2 separate regions of the Mus musculus genome follow, and region 1 is linked to region 2. Evidence: chromatin contacts called from public promoter capture Hi-C data. All regions are on one chromosome and are shown on one strand. Each heading gives the region's core, a stretch centred on a gene start, on an enhancer-like site or on the middle of the called end of the contact. The rest is flanking DNA. Distances are from core to core; before and after follow the strand shown.

Region 1 (2,700 bases), core at 149-2,648, 2.3 Mb after region 2:
CTCTACCAGTGAGTGAGCAACAGCCTCAGTCAGGTATTTGTGTTTTTAACGAACATCCTAGATGATTCTGATGGGAAACCACATTTAGAAACCACTCGCTGCCCCAGGGTTAAAGGATTAGTAAGTTCAACTCAGTGACACATCACAAATGGATGTCCTCAAAACTTGCCTTGCTTCCTTGATCCCTGCCCCTTGTGTTCCTTAAGAAATAGGCCTTCCTCCAATGTCTCCAGGAAACACTATAGCTATTTATTGAATGATGCAAAACTATGTCAGTTTCAATCCCTGAAATCCATTCCTGTCCACCATTACCTGAAATGACAAGCCTGACAAATCCTATATGACAGACATTTTGGTATTTGACTTGAAGTGAAGTTGGACCTACACTGAAGGGCTCTTTTTCTCTCTCAGCATGAAACCATTTGAACTGAGCACAACCGATATCCTCACCGATACAGCATCCGGTCCTCCCCCAGAACTGCTTTCTTACCATCTGGTCAAAAGCAATTAACTGTTGAGCGAAAATTGCATCGTCGGACAGAACGTAATTAGTTCCAAGATCTGGCTCAGGGTGACCTGACTTGACCTAACCTGGAGCCGGCAAGGGCTCAAGCCTTCCACCGCTCTAGCGCTCTCTTCCCATCCACTCCAAGGACTGCAGAGGGAATTTCCTTTTGGCGCGGAGGGCAGTCGCTCCGAGGGACACCAGAGGATCTCGTCTGCAGTGTTGCTTCCACCACCAGGGACACGAGCTGGAGGTATCCTCACTTTCTCTACTTTGAGCTAAAGAAGCAGGGTTCCCTGGCTTCTTGGGGAATCCACCAAGATCAGTCGGCTAGCCCCAGTCTCTAGCTGAAGAGGAGCTTGCTCTCAGCCGGAGCGTGTGTCTCCTTGGCTTAGATCATGAAGCTGGACAGGGGTTCAGGGAATCCCACCTCACTGTCCTTGCCCTAGTGGATCTTTCCTACCACCCATGGGCCCGTCTTCCCCCACCCCCCTCGGTGGATCGCTTCCAGCGGCCACCTGCCTTCTTCCCACTGACCCCGGTCCCCTCACCCAGCATGATGGGGCTGAGCCGGCGGGCCAGGCCCTTGGACAGGTCGTACACGTAGAGCTTCACCGGATAGAGATTTGGCGGCTCCATCAGGACCCGTGGCGGCGGCCACGATGGCCCTCGGGCACCCGGCAGCGGCTTGGACCTTCCGGTACCCGACCGGGGTGGGGAGAAGAGGGAGCGGGGGACCGAGCCGGGGCCCGGCCTGAGGGCGGGGGAGAGGCGGCCCTGCGCTGCTCGCGCCCGGACACCCGCGACCGGCAACGACTACTGTGAGGTGACAGAGAGAGAGATCCCAGAGACTCCGCACGGAACAGGGGGCAGGGGCGGGGACGCACTTTCACGCATGTGCGTTCGGTGCTGACGGGTTTCGGGGGCGGAGCTTCAAGCGAGGGGCGGGGCTTTCTCTGGCCGCAAGCGTTCCAGTTTAGGGAACAGGGGGTGGAAGCGGGAAATGCGAGTGGGCGTGCCCGCTTGAAGGGTCGAAGGGCGTGTTGTGCGTGATGACGCAACGTCGCTGATTGGGCGAGAGACAAGGAGCCCGCGTGGACGTGGTGCCCACCTTCTGCTGTCCCAGTGGCTTGCCCGCCTGCGGTTAAGGTAGGTTCGCCGCACCACATGTGTTGGATGAGGCCTGCCTTGGTGGCTTGCTTGCACGCTTAGTGTCGCGCGACCCCTGGCCTCACCACGGAGCAGCGCTGTCGACCTGCAGGACCTGGGTCATGCTCCTTTCTCCCCAGAAGGCGGAACAGGACTGGTGGTTGAGCCAATCTCTAGCTGAAGGTTGGGGGAGAAATGAAGACGAATGTTTCAGCCAGAGCACCAAGTACCGTCCCAGTCCAGTTGGAGCTCGAGATAGGACCTTCAGTGCTGAGCCGCTATGTTATACCTCGCCCTCACCCCTAGCCATTTTGGTCCTGCAGCATCCTTAAGGGATAGCCAAGGGGAGGTTGTTGCAGCAATGACCCCATGCACATTTCTCTTGCCTCTCCAATGATATGGAGAGCTTTGGAGGAAGCAGGAGCCATCATTCACATTCTTTATTAGTGACCCGAGCATTTAGAACAGATCTAAAGAGAACCCAGAAGTCTGTCTGTCTGTCTCTCTTTTTTTTTCTGGTGTGTGTGGCATAGGTCCGGGTACACTGTAGGAAAGCGCATTACCACAGAGCTACCTGCCTTGGTTTTTTTTTTTTTTTTTTTTTTCATTTAAATTCATAACTTCTCTCACCTAGTGAGCAAACCAACATGTCAGAGTGGGAGTCCTACTACAAAACTGAGGGCGAGGAAGAGGAAGAGGAGGAGGAGAGCCCCGACACAGGTGGTAAGTGGCCTGTGTGGAAGATTTTCGCTGTGTACTTTTTTTTTTGCTGGGAGCACTTTATGTTGTCTGATATCCCTCCCTTTTCTCCTCAGATAATCTAAAATATTTTTTCTCCCTTTGAGTTTTACAGTTATTATTTAGATCCTATTTCACTCTATGAACATTCCTAACCCTATTTTCCTTTTTTTTTTTTTACTAACCACGATAGAGAATTTATTAATCTTCAATAAATGACTCTGTCCATGGTAATATTTGTCACTTTATTTTTTACATATTTTTGATTGTTTAAAAAAATCTACTTATTTTTATTTTATGTATGTGTG
Region 2 (2,700 bases), core at 195-2,694:
AATCTCTGGGTCTGGAGATATAGCTCAGAGTTTCAGAAGACCTGGGTTGGATTCCCAGTACCCTAATGGAGGCTAACAATCGTCTGCGACTCTAGTCCAAAAGGGTTCCGGTGCCCCATTTAGACTCTACAGGCCCTGCACAAAGGTGGCACACAGACATACACACACACACACACACACACACACACACACACACACCATTCATACAAAATAAAAACAAATCTCAGTAAAAAACCATTAAGGTCAGGTTTCCAGCAGCATCTGCTCACAGACTTGGTAGTACGTTAAAAATGAGGACAAGACTCTCCCCGAATTAGGTGACGGCTATATTGTACCCTTTTCCTTACTTACTATATACATCCTGTGGTCCAATCCCTAAATTTCTCGTACTTCCTCAGGCGGCTGCTCTTTTTTTTAATCTATTACCAGGAGGAGTGGCCAGGTCCAGCCAGCATAATTAGATCTTGGTAAAAAACAGAACTCACCTAATAGTCTAAATTTTTCAGACATTTGAAACGGGAATTTCAGGTACACGAACGGCGGGTTTTTTTTTTTTTTTTTGGACTGGGACTTTCCACAAGTGGCAACTGAAAAATAAGCCACAAGAAACTACCTTGACAGATCCTAGACCTGTGGCTCAGCTGTTCACCAAAAACGTGAGGGGATTTACGCTAGAGTTTGGGCTGTCAACATCTTTCTGTTCACTCAGTTGCTCTCCGAGGAGTCATGAATGGAACTCCCTGAGGTCAGCATTTAATTAATTGTCTTGGTCTGGCGGCTGTAATATTACCACTCCTGGAATACATAGCATCGATTCTACTATAAAAATTGCCTTGCGCATGCCAGCACGCCGGACACAGTGTTGCAGCAACTGCCTTCAATCATTCGGAGTGCCAGGCTCATTTCACAGTTTACTATCTGGGTATGCGGCGGCCAGACGCGCGGGACTTAGGGAGGACAAGATTGGGTCCCGCCCTTGTCCATCATTTTGAGAGGCTCCAGGCGGGACTGTTTTGCAGTATGATTTGGAGGCTGGCCCCGCCTCTGGAAAGTGAGGTGGGGAGTAAAGAATGGATGCCTCTTTTCATTGGATTGTTGTCAAGTCAGTCAAACCTCTGCTTCGCTCCCGTTGGCGGGAAGGATCCAGGCAGGTAGCGTGCACGCTGTGTTGGCCCCACTAGAGGTGGGACCAAGGCTCCCGACCACTACGACGTTTGTTGTTAGGGTTTTGGTCTCATTAATTATTCATTAAAGTATTTGAGAGAGCTGCGACGATTGGTAAATGAGAGACTGGGTCTTCTGTGTCTCCGCTAGAGATACGTGACAGTCTCGGGAGGCGGGGAAGCCGCGCATAAATTATTCTAACAAGAAGGGGCGGGGCCGAGCATAAATTAGTTAAATGAGCCAGGGAGGGAGGGCGGGCGGCCGGCTGCGAATTAGCTTAAGTTCTTAAAGATGGCGGCGGAGCGGAGTCGCTCCCCGGTCGACTCGCCGGTGCCGGCCTCGATGTTCGCCCCCGAGCCTAGCTCTCCGGGGGCGGCTCGGGCCGCCGCGGCCGCGGCCCGACTCCATGGCGGCTTCGATTCTGACTGCAGCGAGGACGGCGAGGCGCTCAACGGCGAGCCGGAGCTGGACCTCACCAGCAAGGTAGGCCCGGGAGGCGGCGGCGGGGCCAGGGGTACGCGGAGGGGCCGGACGGTCTCCGAGGCGACGGCGGGCAGCCGGCTGTCCAGTGGCACGGCTCACGGGAGCGCTGAAGGGATGCAGCCCGCCCACCTGCCGCTCTCCCGAACCTGCCGGGCCCGGGCCCACTCTCCGCACCGGGCAGCGTCCACCCGGCCTCCCGCGCTTCCCGCTCCCGCCTCGATCGCTGCCACTTGGCTCCGCCACGTGGAACGGGGTTCCCGACTCGGGCCGCGCGCCCTGTGTCCCTGTCCCCGTGTGGATCAGCCCGCCCTCCCCAGGAGGGGGGTCCCTGAGACGCAGGGTCTTCCTCTTCTAGGAGCATCCCGGAGGACCAAGTGTCAAGGTGGCTTGGGCAGGGGGCGGGATACTCACGAAGACAGGTAGCCAGTCTAAGGGGTGGCAGCCGTTTCTCTTCCTGGTCTCTGGAAAGTAAACAGAAAGTAGTTGCTCAGTCGGCGAGAATGATGTCCGAGGAGCGTCCTCTTTCCGTGTCCACCCAAATAAAATAAAAAGATGGGACCGACAAGATGGCTCAGCAGGTAAAGGGGCTTGCCTCCTAAGTTTGACAACCTCAGTTCGATCCCCAGGACTCACCTAGTGAAGGAGAGAACTGATTCGTACACCGTGGCACTCGTCGCCTTCCCACACCCTGCCTTGTTATAATTAAAAAAAAAAATAGGCATGACCCTCAGCCTTGCCACTTACGAGTGGAGCCACCTCTTGTATTCATGCAATATGGAAGGGCATCTTTAAGTAGCATCTTCTGCGGTGTTGAGAAGGTAGGCAGAAATGAAGATCTCACCACTTACTTGGCATTGTGGAAAATAAGAAAGTAACTATAAGATGTTACTGGTGTTTAGAAAGTGTCAAACATCACTAAAGAAACTGATGCCAAGGGAGGGACTGGGCTTCCCTTCCAACTGTTGCCATTAAAAGGGTCTGTGACCTTAGGAAACTTTCTTAACCTCTCACTTCTCCAGCATCTCATCAAGAAAATGCAGATGTGTTGCAAAA

What was found. Capture Hi-C pulls out chosen DNA fragments and counts their contacts.
Region 1: a promoter capture Hi-C map of liver shows a contact between it and region 2, with 2.4 times the contacts expected there. The contact joins the promoter of Desi1 here to the promoter of Gtpbp1 in region 2. A contact is called at or near these places in 2 of 9 other capture datasets (adipose tissue and liver).

What each region holds. Positions count from the first base shown.
Region 1 is chr15:82,014,822-82,017,521 of GRCm38.p6, forward strand. It overlaps Desi1 (desumoylating isopeptidase 1), which reads right to left and starts at 1,399. Exons shown (of 6, transcript NM_134095.3): 1 at 1,057-1,399. The coding sequence starts at 1,144. Xrcc6 (X-ray repair complementing defective repair in Chinese hamster cells 6) reads left to right here and starts at 1,548. Exons shown (of 13, transcript NM_010247.2): 1 at 1,548-1,654; 2 at 2,289-2,377. The coding sequence starts at 2,302.
Region 2 is chr15:79,689,452-79,692,151 of GRCm38.p6, forward strand. It overlaps Gtpbp1 (GTP binding protein 1), which reads left to right and starts at 1,445. Exons shown (of 12, transcript NM_013818.2): 1 at 1,445-1,647. The coding sequence starts at 1,456.